2 separate regions of the Gasterosteus aculeatus genome follow, and region 1 is linked to region 2. Evidence: chromatin contacts called from public Hi-C data. All regions are on one chromosome and are shown on one strand. The core of a region is the stretch at or near the end of the contact, and the rest is flanking DNA. Distances in the headings are between cores, read along the strand shown.

The links. Hi-C and Micro-C count contacts between places; a contact is called where the count stands out from the background.
Region 1: a Hi-C map of whole body shows a contact between it and region 2, with 2.6 times the contacts expected there. The contact joins two enhancer-like sites. A contact is called at or near these places in 2 of 6 Hi-C or Micro-C datasets (skeletal muscle and whole body).

What each region holds. Positions count from the first base shown.
Region 1 is chr6:7,614,170-7,620,903 of fGasAcu3.hap1.1, forward strand. No RefSeq gene overlaps it. Among protein-coding and RNA genes, the nearest start is that of irf2bp2a, 34 kb to the left of the region's middle. Within about 2 kb of position 1,517, at least 4 of the 9 cell types and tissues checked have open chromatin away from gene starts, as enhancers often do.
Region 2 is chr6:7,558,354-7,564,915 of fGasAcu3.hap1.1, forward strand. No RefSeq gene overlaps it. Among protein-coding and RNA genes, the nearest start is that of LOC120821148, 6.8 kb to the left of the region's middle. Within about 2 kb of position 4,423, at least 9 of the 9 cell types and tissues checked have open chromatin away from gene starts, as enhancers often do.

The DNA.
Region 1 (6,734 bases), core at 267-2,766, 53 kb after region 2:
AATGTTATAGCTTTGAATGTAGTAGTGCATTGTGTACAGTTTATTTATCGGGGAATTTATGTCGCAATTTCTCAAAGTTGTCGTGTCCTCCCGGCCACCTGCTGATTACAGTAAAGGATGTTTCCTATATTGTCTCAGGCTCACTTTAAGTGGGATGACCTTTTAAGGTGGAAGAGCCATTTTAATTTCAGTGACAAGCCACTCCTCAGCGTTTTGCTCAGCTTTTAGAAAAATAAAGTCATAGTATTATTTTGTCTCAACTCCTGTTGTCTGCTGACAATAAAACAGCCCCAGTAATTGTAGCGTTAATAATTGTTCTGCACCAGCTGTGTTTGCTACAGGGCATCTTAGGACATCGTCTGTGTGGCTTCTGAGATATATTCTATATTTACTAAATGGGATTAAGTCTCGTTGATGTACCAGGAGGTGTTTCGTAAGACTGTGTGTCATCTTTAATGCTGTGTGTATTTTCGCGGGCGTATGGGTGTGCGTGTGCGTGTCGCCACAGCAGATGTGTGCATGTGTGTGAGTGCATGCAAATCCCCAGAGACACAAAGCCCCCATGCCTCTTCGCATTTGCCTGCAGCCCCCCCCCCTCTTCTTCGTCTCCGACTGGGAAGGTCTTCGGGATTAACTTTCCTCTTCTCTGATCCACTTTTCCACAGAGCCAATAGTTATGCAGGTCGCGAAATGTGTAATGTGACTGGGTGAGATGAAAAATCAGGGCCAATTCCAAAATAATGTATGATCCTCGTCTCAAGGTTATTTCTGTTCTTTACTGTTGCTGCCTATTCATTTGGGTGACCTCATCCCGGTCATGAATCTTTTCATAAACAAGGACGTCATTCACATTTAGGGGACATTTATTATACAGGAAACGTGACCTAGCCTCCCAAATACGGCTGTCTAATGGATTTCTCACTGTGGCTTGCATTAAAATGCATCTCCTAGTTATTACATAAGCTTGTTATGCATATTTCCATTAGGGTTTTGCATTTGCGCTCCTTTCCGAATCACAGTAATTGCTTCCTCTTCTTGCCTCTTTGAGTCTGGAGAGATTACTCTCCACAGCTGCACATGATTGTTTTACAATTGGCTGGGGAATCCAAAATGAGGATGTGTGAATACATAGTAAAATGAAAGTTTTGTATTTCAACTTCACCTCCAGCTACCGCAGCTCTTGAAAGCACTGTGGTTTATTAGCGCAGCATATTGCTGATTTCAGGGAGCACTGTAAGATTTGAGCCGAGCGTCATCCGAACCGCGGGGCAGAGATATGGAACGGGTGAGTCCTTTAGGAGAAGGGAATGAAATTCTCCCACCTAGGCAGCCAGGGAGGAAGGAGCTGAGAGGTATTCCTTTGAAGTGGCTGGCCCAGATATTAAATAATTGAGTTGCAGGAGATTAAAGTTTCAGAAGCTAATTTGCCCCCTCCACGGCCTGTCACTCTGGGCCAGCAGGCAGCAGTCTGCAGACGACTGTTGAATAAGTGTGACTAACTTCCTGTGTGTGCCGCGGCTGGAGAAACCCTATATCTGTGGCAGACTGAAACAGGAAGTTCATTCAGGGCACGCTCAGCGTCTCCGACTCGCGGCGAGGGTGACGCCATGTTTTCTCTCCCAGTTTTCAGGAATCCAAAATCGCCCATGTGCTCAACCAACAAAGAGGCACAGAGAGGTTCCACTTCCCCTCCTTTATTTCCTCATAAACACTCCACATAGTTGCTGACAGCTGAACTGTTGTGTGGAATGAAGTTCATTTGCTGATGCAAGAGGAATATGTTGCTTGCGTAAGCCTGGATTTCAGTGTTATTGCGATGGGAGGGTTTCGGTTTCAGTCAGCGCGTGCCGACGGGTTTGCTGAACAGCCTGCAGGGGAAAGCTCCGTCATTCATGTCTCTCAGCTGACGTTGAAACCTCATTTTCGAGCACCTTGAAGAGGATGCTGCCCGTTAAGTAATTGATATGGATGCCGGTATGGGAACACAAGCACGACACGACAGACGACAGACTTTGTCGAAGGAGATGTAAGGACACGGCGGTGAATTGCCCAAATCTGCCTCCCTTTCTGTCTCTGTGTGACTTATGCGGGTAAATATTGCACCAGAAGACTTCCACGATGACTCAAGCCCCAGCGCCGACAATGAAACTGGAATAACTCCATCTTCCCGCGGCTGGATAAGGCTCTTGTGCAACGGGCCGTAGCTTCGTTTCCCAGAGTATTTTTTATAACCTTGCAAAGATGTCTATCTGATTCAGACTTCCTGTAAATGTGACCCGGCGTGGCTTTGAAATCCAAACGGCTGGTTTGTGCTGCTCTCACTCTCAGCTCTTTTGTTTACAATTCCTCTTTTGGAAAACTATTATTCAACCAAGCAAATATGTGCCGTCTGCTTGGCTTGTATATTAAAATCTACCCCTGTGACATCGCGTTTGCTTAAAAGCATCCTACCCCCCCCGGGAGTGTTTGTATAGCTTAGCTTCGGTCACCTGGGCCAGTAATATGTTTTGACTGTCAAGAGTCAGAGTTAGCTCAGGGCGGCGGCGCTGTGTTGCAGGCAAAAACAGGCCCCCGGTTGTCATGCGGGCCACAGGGCTGCTGGGATGGAAAGCCAAAGCCCTGCGGTGAGATCAGCGTGTGGAGGAGGACTATGTTTGAGAATGAGCCCCTGTGGGCTGTTGATGCTGTGCTGAAGCAGCATTGCTCTCATCTAGATGGAGGAAAAACAAATAAAGCCTATAAACTGAAACTAAAAACACATCATTACTGCACACTGCCGTGTTATTTCTGGTTGCCGTCAGTTGCATCACGCACTAAACCAACTGTGCCATTTAGTATTAGGGGAGTTTTCTATCCGAAAAAAAACTAAATGGGCTACCAAGCGGAGGCACGTTATTGAATTTGCACATGTATTTCCCTTAGCCTTTATTGGATTTAAATGATTACATTAGATGTCAAGAGCTGTTCATACCTGAGTTTCTAGCTTTTTCATTTAGTGCAACACTGTGTCACCATTTTATCCAAATCCATTGAAAAAAACGTCTCACAGTATGTAATATCTCATTTTTTGCTTTGAAGATCTTTATTTTCTCCAGTGCTCCTTTTGCATGAAACATTAAAATATGAATTACTCCATTGACACTAAATATTGTCTTTTTCCTTTTTTGGGGGGCACTGTTGTCGTAGTTAGAAGTGTAAGCTTCTATCCGGCTTAGTCGTAGCACTTTCTAAAACCTTTTGAGAGGCAATAGATTCAATATTAAATGTTAAAGCACCAATACAGTGGCTTGACAAATGTGCATGCATGCTTTTCAATTGATTCCATGAAATGCACTCAGGATGAAAAAATACACAGAGAAGAAAATGGCAAATTGTCAGAGACATTTATTATTTTCCTGCTTGACACGTTACAGCATAATTTTACATCAGTCACCAAGGCAAAATCATCATCATATCCAGATAAATGCACATTATCATAACTATAACAATGACCCCAACAATAAACACAGGGCTGGCCTTCAGCGGAAAGCCGCGCCCGCTCTTCACCTGGGTCCCTCTTCTGCTCACCATTGCACACCTTTCCCTCTCACCACTAAGATAATTGTCTTCACTGCCTCGAGCAGGGGGAGGGGGGATCTCTGTGATGAACCCGTACAGATGAAAGAGAGCAACGTGACGACAGGTGGGGGAAAAAAGAGCAAACACGACCTGGCGGGGAGTTTTTAAGCGGTGGCGGCTAAACAAAGGCCCGAAAGCAATGTAAATCCCTCCCTCCTCTGGCGTGGCGGCCGGGCATGCTGCAGCGCCGTCTGTGCTCCTGTGCAGACCAGCTCTGCTGTGGCTGCGGGCTATCAAGGAGGAGCGGTGGGCAGGGTGTGTCTGCGTACCACGGAGGCAGGTGGGCAGATAGCTCTCAGAAGTACAGGGAGGGGAGGAGCGGGAAAGGGGGTGAGGGGTGGGGCGGGGTGGAGGGAGGGAGGCCGAGCAGGTGGCGTGTTGCTCCTGGCTCGCACCCAGCGGCCACGGAGCGCCAGGTTGATATGACAACGCAGCTGACGAAATCAGGCAGACATGTAGTTTAGCCTGTAACCTTTTCAGCTGGAGAGACAAAGACATGCCGCGTGAATGCGGAGGGTTGACTTTGTCCAAACACGTCCTTTCAGGGCTTTTCTCAATATAACCATCTGCCCTTTCTGTGCCTTTATCTCGGTGTCCTTTCTCTGAAACATATAATGTAACATTTGTGTTGCTGTGTACTCTTAACGGTATTTGGGGTGGAAGATATATTGAGATCCTTTTGTTACTTATCAAAAGAAATTATCCATAAAATCACCTTCAATGACTGACATTATTAGGATATATTTTAGATGGGATTCCCGACCAAATAAATATTTTTTTAAAACAAAGACACATGTCTGAATAAAACATTTGAACTTTTGATTGTTTTGTTTTTTTCCTTAAATATTGGCATATTTCTATTTAGAACAATTTCAACTGTTTGGAGGAGAAATGGGAGAAATAGGGGAGGTACAAAAAAACAATAAAACATTAACAAAACATAATACACTTATAAGGAGGAAGTTTGGGGAATCTCTGGTTTAGTTCTTGACAACAAGTTAAATATTTCCCTCAGATAATTTGCAGATTTATGAACATATACGGTGTTGATCGAGGCAACGCTTCCCTCTTGGTCACTTTACAAGACTGCACACACTGTTGTCCAAGATAACTGGAAATGTTTCATCAAAGCTGCCAAGGAGACACTAAGGGTGTGTGTTTATACAGATATGTTGTGTGTTTATAACACAGATGTGTAGATATATATCTGTGTGTATGTATTTAGCGGCATGTTTTGAGAGCAGAACTAGAACAGGCTCGGGGCTAAACAAAGCGCCCGCTGTCATAAGCCATCACGTTCTAATAAGGCATAACCTAGTCCTGGGTGGGCGAGGGAAGCCGCTGTTTTTCTGCTATTTCCATTTATAGACTGCAGCAACGAGCCCCCGGGGAGATTGCTCGCCATGACTCATGTCTCCAGTTCCTCAGGTCCAGACTGCACTCGCTCCCTCCCTTATCATCCCCGAGCGCCGCGGCCTTTTTCTACCCCGTTTACTGGCTCGGTTTATCTCACCTTGCTTATTTTCATTACTAGCACCGCTTGTGCTTTCATTCATACAAGAGAAATCCTTGTAAGCCTCGTCAGAGAAAATGAAAATGCAAAAAAAAAAAAAAGAGAGAGAAAGAGGGAAAGGAGTACAATGGAATACAAAGGAGTGAAGCGCCAGCAACAAGCCAGCCGCCGTAGCTGAAGATGAAAGCGTTAAGCGGGCTGAATCAGGCCCACGTAAATAGTGGCTACAGTGCAGACGGCGGCCATTTCCCAGAATTGTTGTTGTGGTGAAACGGCAGCGTCAATATGGGGGGAAGTCTCTGTCTGCCTTTCCCAGCACGGCAGCCTGCAGGCTTTTTCACTGTCACGTGGCCTGCTTGTCCTATCCCACCCCTTCCTGCCCCTCCTCCTCTTGGTTATATTCCAGTCACGGCAAACCCCATCCTCCCTCCAACACCACCCCCCCCCCCCTCCCTCTCCCCTCTACGCGCCCCTCTGAGCTCCGCCAGGTCACCCGCCTCGTTTGTTCAGATGGAACAGAAGAGGAAATGAAAGCTCTGAATGCAGTTAACCCTTTCCTGGGACTGTGCTCCACTATTATGTGCATTCCTGCTGTGTTTTCCTACCCTGCAGATGATTTGCTTCTATATATCATGAGGCAGTAACCATGTTAGTTATTTTCTACTACGGTATGAGGGAAAAAAACAACTTAATATGCTAAAATTACATGCAAACCTCAGCTGCTCCGAATGCGTTACAGTGACGTGGCTGGGCGAGAGTTGAGGATAATAAATGTGGTCTGCTTAATGTGCAGCGCGGGATATTCGTGCATGTATGATTTCGCGGGGAAACTGCTGCGTCAGATAAAGAGGGAGCTTACATCCATTGCTCGTTATTTGCAAAGATTCCCACTTTCTCAAATGCATGTGACCTGCTTTGTCTGCGCGCTGTAACAACGTGCGTGGGTACGTGAGCCTACTGCTCGAGCTCAGGTTTTATCCTCCAGTCTGCCACGTTCCTGCTCGGTTACCATGCAACCAGTTCAGGACAACATGAACACAGTAGCTGAATTGCCATTTTGGGTAAAAGCACTCTGCGATAATAAACAGCTTCTGGCACTGAGAAGTTGTTTTCCAGCCGCGGACCTGTGCCAATATACAGAATTAACTGCAATACCATTTACTGCTGTGGAAAAACATCAGCCGTCCAAACCCACATACCTACTGAGAGGCTTTGAACAGCTTGTAATCCCTCAGCAGCGAGATGGCTCTCAGAAACACGCCAGCTGCGGCTGCTGCCAAAGAAATTACTGCGCAGTTATGGTGTTATGTTCGTCCAAACTAAAGTGTCTCTCTCCTCACTCTGTCCGAGAGAGTTTTGTAGAGGAAAGTAAAGTCATTCTATGTGCTTGAATTGTCAACTTTTTTTTCCCCTTTTTGTTTTATTGGCCACAGCTTGCTGTTGTTTTGTAGGGAGATGACTTTACACGGTCAAGATAAGCCTTGGAAGCAACAGAGCAGCTGCCTTGGATTTTTACAATGTTGTAACAGGAATTCTTTGTGTGTATTTTGAAGTGGCGCCAAAGACATTCAGAGCGATTTTGAAAGGGGATCAACTGAACTTC
Region 2 (6,562 bases), core at 3,173-5,672:
TTTAATCATCCCTAGTTTATGTTTTGATCAGAGTTGTGATTAAAGGTTTGGTGGGCCGCAAAAGATTTTTAGATTTCAAAGTGCGCCGCGGCATTTGGGACCCGCTGTTGTAATAGATTAAACTACCAGAATTGTTTAAAGTCAGTCAAATGTAAACACATTAATGCCTCAATGATTAGGATAATATATGTTATATTTGTTTTAATCTTTCATTGCATTGAATTTTATTTTGATGACCATAGACACTGGAGCACACATGGTGGTCTATATCACTGCTGTCACATTGATGGCTTTCTTTTTCTTTTTTCTTTCAGGGATTGCTGTGTTGCATTCAAGGTGGCAGAGTCGTGTGCAGGAGAGCATCTGAAATGGGATTCTTGGAGAACAACAGATGCAATTGTTGCCGATGTCACTTCTGGTAACCTCCGAAACACATGTGCTTCACGATCACATTTTAATGCAAACATTAATATCAAGCTGGACTTGTTTCACTGCATGCGTTCCTCCGTGAGTGTCAGAGCATCAGGCCCTGTACAGTTCCTTCGCTCAGTTCCTCTGGACTGGGACAAGCACAACAGCAAGACAGATCACACCCAGGCCCCGAATCCACCTCCTCAAAGTGGCAGTCGCAGGTTCCTCTGTCATCCTCACTGGCACCATGAAGGTTGTTCCAGTTTTCTCCATGTTCTGAGTCCCAGAACAACCCCAGGGCCTCGGGTAGAGCCAGGTAAACATCTCACGCACGGACATAGTGATTGACAACATCAGCGCTAGCTAACTTTATTTTTATGGATAGCGTATTACATTTGTGTCACTTTTCCATTTTTTTACAAGATGTGAAAATATATTTAGGGTGTTATTGAATAAACATTTACACACAAATACCAGTCTTTCATGAGCTTTTAATGGAAGTTTATATTTATTATACAAGTATTTGATTCTATAGGTGCAGACAATGTGTGAGACATGAGAGTGTGAGAGAGTATGAGAGACAATGTGTGAGACGTGAGAGTGTGTGAGAGAGTATGAGAGACGATGTGTGAGACATGAGAGTGTGTGAGACAGTATGAGAGACAGTGGGAGACAGTCCGTGGGACAGTATGTGAGATAGCGGATGCTCGGCTGCAGCGTGTGGTAACATCACGTAATGTTTCGGCTCGTACAGGACGTCATCGCGGCTAAAGTCTGTCCCTATAAAACGTTAATCTAACTGATATCGTTCCTGCGCCGGAGCAGGTTCAAGTTTTTCAATGTGTTGCTATGGTGATTTAGACAAACCTGCTTCGGGGCAACCGGAAAGCCTCATCTACGTCATCTCATCCTGAAAATGATCCGGCTAACTCAGTCAGCCACGTACGAGGAACAGGGCCCAGGGAGCGTATTCAGCGCTGCATGCAAGTGCGAGTATGAGTTATACTAAGGTCAAATCTGCTGTCTTGAAAGCATACGAGTTGGTCCCTGAGGCCAGAAGTACCGCCAGAAGTTCAGGAAGTGGCAGAAGTGATAAACAAACTAATGTGGAATTCGCTCGTGATTTGCTGTGCCATTTCAACCACTGGTGTTCCGCTGCAGATGTTGAGAGTTTTGATGTGATTCGATAGTGTTGGAACAATTAAAAAATTCGACTCCTCAGCGTATTGCGACGTATGCAGGGCTGTAGTGGAGGGTAAACGCACGTAAACGCCGTTTACGCACCTCTAGAATTTTGGAAATAGCGTTTACGCACCTATAAATAGCGTTTACGCACCTCAAAGTTCCCTGCGCCTTGTATTCTTCCGTTGGAATAATCCGAAATAAACTTGGTGTAATTTTAATACCGCTAAGACTACGTTTCCTATTGTTGAACATATAAACGCCGTAGTCTGAATCATGTTCATCTGCGCTGTATTACGGTCTGTGAGCATCCAATCAGTGCCTTGCGGCTGCAGCAGCGGCACCAATCAGGATCCAGGAGGTGTGTAAACACACGTTGTGGATCAGCCCAGTGGTCCCCAACCTTTCTTACCTCACGGACCGGTTTCATGTCAGACAATATTTCGCGTACCGGTCGAGAAGGTCCGGCGGGGGGGGTAGTAGTCGTTGCGGGCGGAACGACCGACGGGGGGGTAGTGGTCGCGCGCTCTGTGTTTGCTGGTCGTGCACGGTAAAAGGACAAGAAAAACGCCTGGTGACGCGTAGATTAGAAAGCCTTACAGAGTCGCGACGCTTTGTGTTGCGTTGCTTCACATCGCGTCGAGGTCTGTATGATCACAAAATTCAGAGTTTACCTACCTCTAATTTTACCACTACAGCACTGGACGTATGTAAGTGAACAGAACGCAACCACTGCACTTAGAGCGGCTGAGCTGGCGGACGATTTTGTGTTGACGCACAAAAGTGGGTTTGGTGAGGTGTGCTCAACATGTGAAGGTGTCCTCGGGAGCGCTCGTTTCGGGGTCTTTTCAGTCTTTAGTAGCCCACCCCACGCATGCATTTAAAGACTCACGTGGAAATACTTTTACCATGCTCCAAATAATTGCCTATGAGAGCAACATGTAATCCAGCAATGAACACATAATATGTTTAGTGAAAGTGTACATGTAGCCTGATTAAAATGATGACAGGACACGAAGATAAATGCATTTCTCTTTAATGTGGAATCTTTATTTCCCCCGACTGCACTCCTGGAACACAGCCTTAATGTGTCAAATTAAGGAGACACTTGGGACAGTGTACAACAAATAAACAATTGTTTTTCTTTACTAACTAGTAACAGTATGACATGGAATAGAGCTCACAATTACATAAAGTTAACAGTTAGGCTACATAAAAAAAACAGTAGTGACGCCCTCCTGTTAAACAGAGACAAAGAACATGCACATCGGTCTCGTGCTGTTCAACACTCACATCACTGTCGTTCCTCCAAAAGCCCCGGAAACAATAAAGTCACTGGAGCGCCTGCGCTCGCGGCTCCGTGCACATGCGACCTCGACCCCCGGCAGCTCGTCACTCTGCTCTAAACGAAGCAGAGCCGCAAAACCCGAGAACATACACTCCGTTAACAGTTCAAATCACGATGTACATGGCGAGTCAGGTTTATTAATGCGAGAACACTTACGCTGACCCGCTGAACAGGTGTTTCCCCAGCGCTGTTCCGATGCTAACCGCTAACACTGTGTCGTCCTCGGTAGCCGCCAGGTCCCGTTCTGCAGCTCCAAATCCCACGTGAACTCATGGCGATGTAAAGTGACAGTACGCGCTCACCCTGTGTGCGGACCATCTAGCAGCACGAAAACCCCCCTGCCCCCACTTCACCCGGCTACATACAACCTCAGACTAATCACACTTTTCAACAAAGCAATTGGTTAAAATAATTCGTTAGGGTATTTAATGCTTCTGAGTTTTCAGAGAGACGCAAGGACACGCAGACGCAAGAGCCCCTTGCGTGTCCCTTGCGTGCCTTTTCACACCTCCTTGCGTGCGTCGACCCATTTTCTAGACGTCTAGCGTCAAAAGCTACGCAAGCCGGGCTGCGATAGGTCTGCTAACTACATCCTTTACGGAGTCTCACATTTCCCTTTTCATAGCCCGATACCGCCATTATTAAAGCGAAGAATGTTTACGAGAGAACGGATCAGATTGAAGAGCTTTAGTCGGAAGAGATGCGTAAATATGACCGCTTCTACAAGCAGTCATTGGCGGACTATGAGGCCTCTGATTCACGGAGGGAGATCTCCGCAAATGTCGGTTTGCCGGTCGAGAGGTGAACAAAGTTGTGGAGGAAAATACGGGACAAATGTGTCCGCGATGAAAAGCAGCAGCGGCGACGCACGAGGCAATAAAGTCTATGATAAATAAATAAACAAACCAACAACTTCCACACACAAAGACGTGACTCTCTAGGTCGTCTTCAACAAAACACGTTACTCCGCCTGTTGTTCTGGAGTCGAATTGCTCTGCAACACACGCAAGACTTTTAGAGCCATGAATTGAAACGAGTGCGTCGACGCAACGACGCAGAAGCAGAAGCAGAAGCAGAAGCACGCCTCCTCCTGCAAACAAACACTGCTGCTGGACACGACCTCCGTCCCCTGCAGACTGTAAGAGACATCAAGCCTGTCTGACATAAAGCCTTGATATTGCGTAATTCAGCATGACACAGCACAAAAAAGTCTAAAGCAAAGTCTTCCACAATCTTAAGTGGAACTTTTTTTTAAATGCAGTCAATGAGGTGTTTTAATTTGATGCCATTATTTACTGCAGCCCTGCTCTATTTGAGTCTGCTCTAATGGATTATGAGTCAGCTCTTCACATCCGACGAGGCCGACGGGGGATGAAAAATATCTAAAATAAAGAAACTCCTTTTTGTGCAGTAGGGGGAAGTGTTGCTCCAGCCTGTGTGTCTGCAGACCCCTCATGGTTTACCGTTGAATGGAGAGAGAGCCGAGAGCAAAAACGCTTCCAGTTGACAGCAATAACAATGGCTGCCTGCAGCACAGAGACCATGTGCTCGGGAGGGGTGATTATTTATTTTTTTGAACAGTTTTGTAATCCTTTTTCCTAATGTGCTCACGATGACAGACGGGGCCTGTTCAATCATTGCAGGAAATAACCTGTTATTGCAGGCAACATTAAAATCCCAGGATACGGCACAGGGGAGCGAACCAAAGCGCTCTGACTGCCATTCTAATTTGTCTTTGCATGGATTCCGATCGTATGTCAAACGCTGTATTGGGAATTTTCTAATCACACGAGCTCCACAACTCATTACTGGAAATCCTGTCAACAAATGATCCACAGCAGTAATTACCTTTCGCGGCGTTCTTCCATTCTGTGGGCTTGAATGTCAGAGCTTGATTACTGCTCCGAATACCGAGAGCCTTACGCACAGAGATTTGGTGTATCTGTCCGATGGAGATGTCTGGTCATGTAGGAGCAGCTGTGTTTTGGGAGTTTTAAGGTCGGCCAGAAATAACTAGCGTAGCATGCGGTTGCCATGGCATCTCAACGGAGCTCTGCTTGTGGAACGCGCAGTAACAGCAGGTATTTGCTGTCCGTAGCGGGCCGACCACTGACTGCTTGCCCCCTCCCCAATATGTCCTCGGATGCTTCCGTGTTTTTCTTGGAACCTGTTTTCCCTCCAGGCCCGGTCGATGCTGCTGACGTCATGGCTGCGGCCTACTGTACTGTCATGGTAGAGGAGGGCAGGCCGGGGGAGAAGAAACACGAGACGTGTCGGTCCTGGGCCAGCAGCTATAATAAACACTGCATTCTGTTCTGCACTGCCGCTTGTGCAGCAGAGTATTAATTACCTTTCCGTGTGTGTGTGTGCGAGTGTGTCACCAGCCAGGGAATGAAGAAGAAACATTTCCAAGGCACGTCCTTAAAATAAAGCAGCACTGTACGTGCTCAGAGTATTAACTTCCACACAAATGACCCATTTTTCCATCTCAAAGGACTGGTGGAAAAAAAAGGGGGGGAAGAGGGGGTTAACGGTGGAGCCGATCACGTGAATCCCAAGCAGGCGTCAATCGCTGGCGGATTTCTCTTCCTCTGTGGGGCAATGTCTTTCTTTTCTGTTTCTCAGCCGCCCTCCCCGCAGTAACTCCGGTGCCCTTCCTCCATGTGTAAAAGCCAGGCTGCCTATTCAGCTCTGTTGTTTACATTCCCGGTGAGTGTGTGGAAAGACGACCCCCCCCCTCCTTCCCGCCCTCCTCCCCATTAGACTCTCTAATGTCCTCCCCACCCAGCCTCCACCTATCTCCTCATCAGTAGATCCCCGATAAGACGCAAATTCAACAGCACTACTCTGCCCGAGAACAGTCAGTGCGTCACCTGACCTGTAAATACCTGTTAACGTTGGCTATATATATATATATATATATATATATATATATATATATATATATATATATATATATATACACATATCGTTTTTTTCTTCCCGTCTGGCCCACCAGCCTTTCTCTCGGAGCGGAATTGGTCTCGAAGGGAGACAAAGAGGGCGGATAGCAGCAGCATGGCTGAGCGGGAGAAGAAGAGAATATCTCAGTTCTCATCCTGTCGTCTGTCATCAGCGTTATCTCTGCAATCTGGGCGAGGAGTGAAACCAGAAGAGGGAAGTGACACGCACCCTGAACACGAGGGCGAAGAAAGGGTTAAATAAGCAGACTGTGTGCACAGTTACCCCCCCCCCCCCCCCCCCCCCCCCACACACACACACACACACACCCTCTCTCTCTGATCTGCCTTCCTGTCTCACAGGCAGTGCAGTGGCTTTGAGAATCACGAGAGAGAGAGAGCGAGTCAGACGGGCTTGTTTTGCATACCGTAGGTCTCCTGCATTGACTTGTAGCAAATCCCTGCCCTCGGGAGACATGTCAGAGGGGATTAATGGGAGGGCCGGGCCCCCCCCCCCCCATTGTCGCAGCCCCGGTCCCGCACTGTATTTCCACCCCGCAGAGTGATGCTGGTGGAGGGAGAATTGAGCGGTGTTATTTCCCTCTGCCCTGATTCTTTTGAGCTGAGCTGAAAGGGGGGGGGGGGGGGGGGGGTTGAGGGTGTAAATAATGTATTTGGAGCT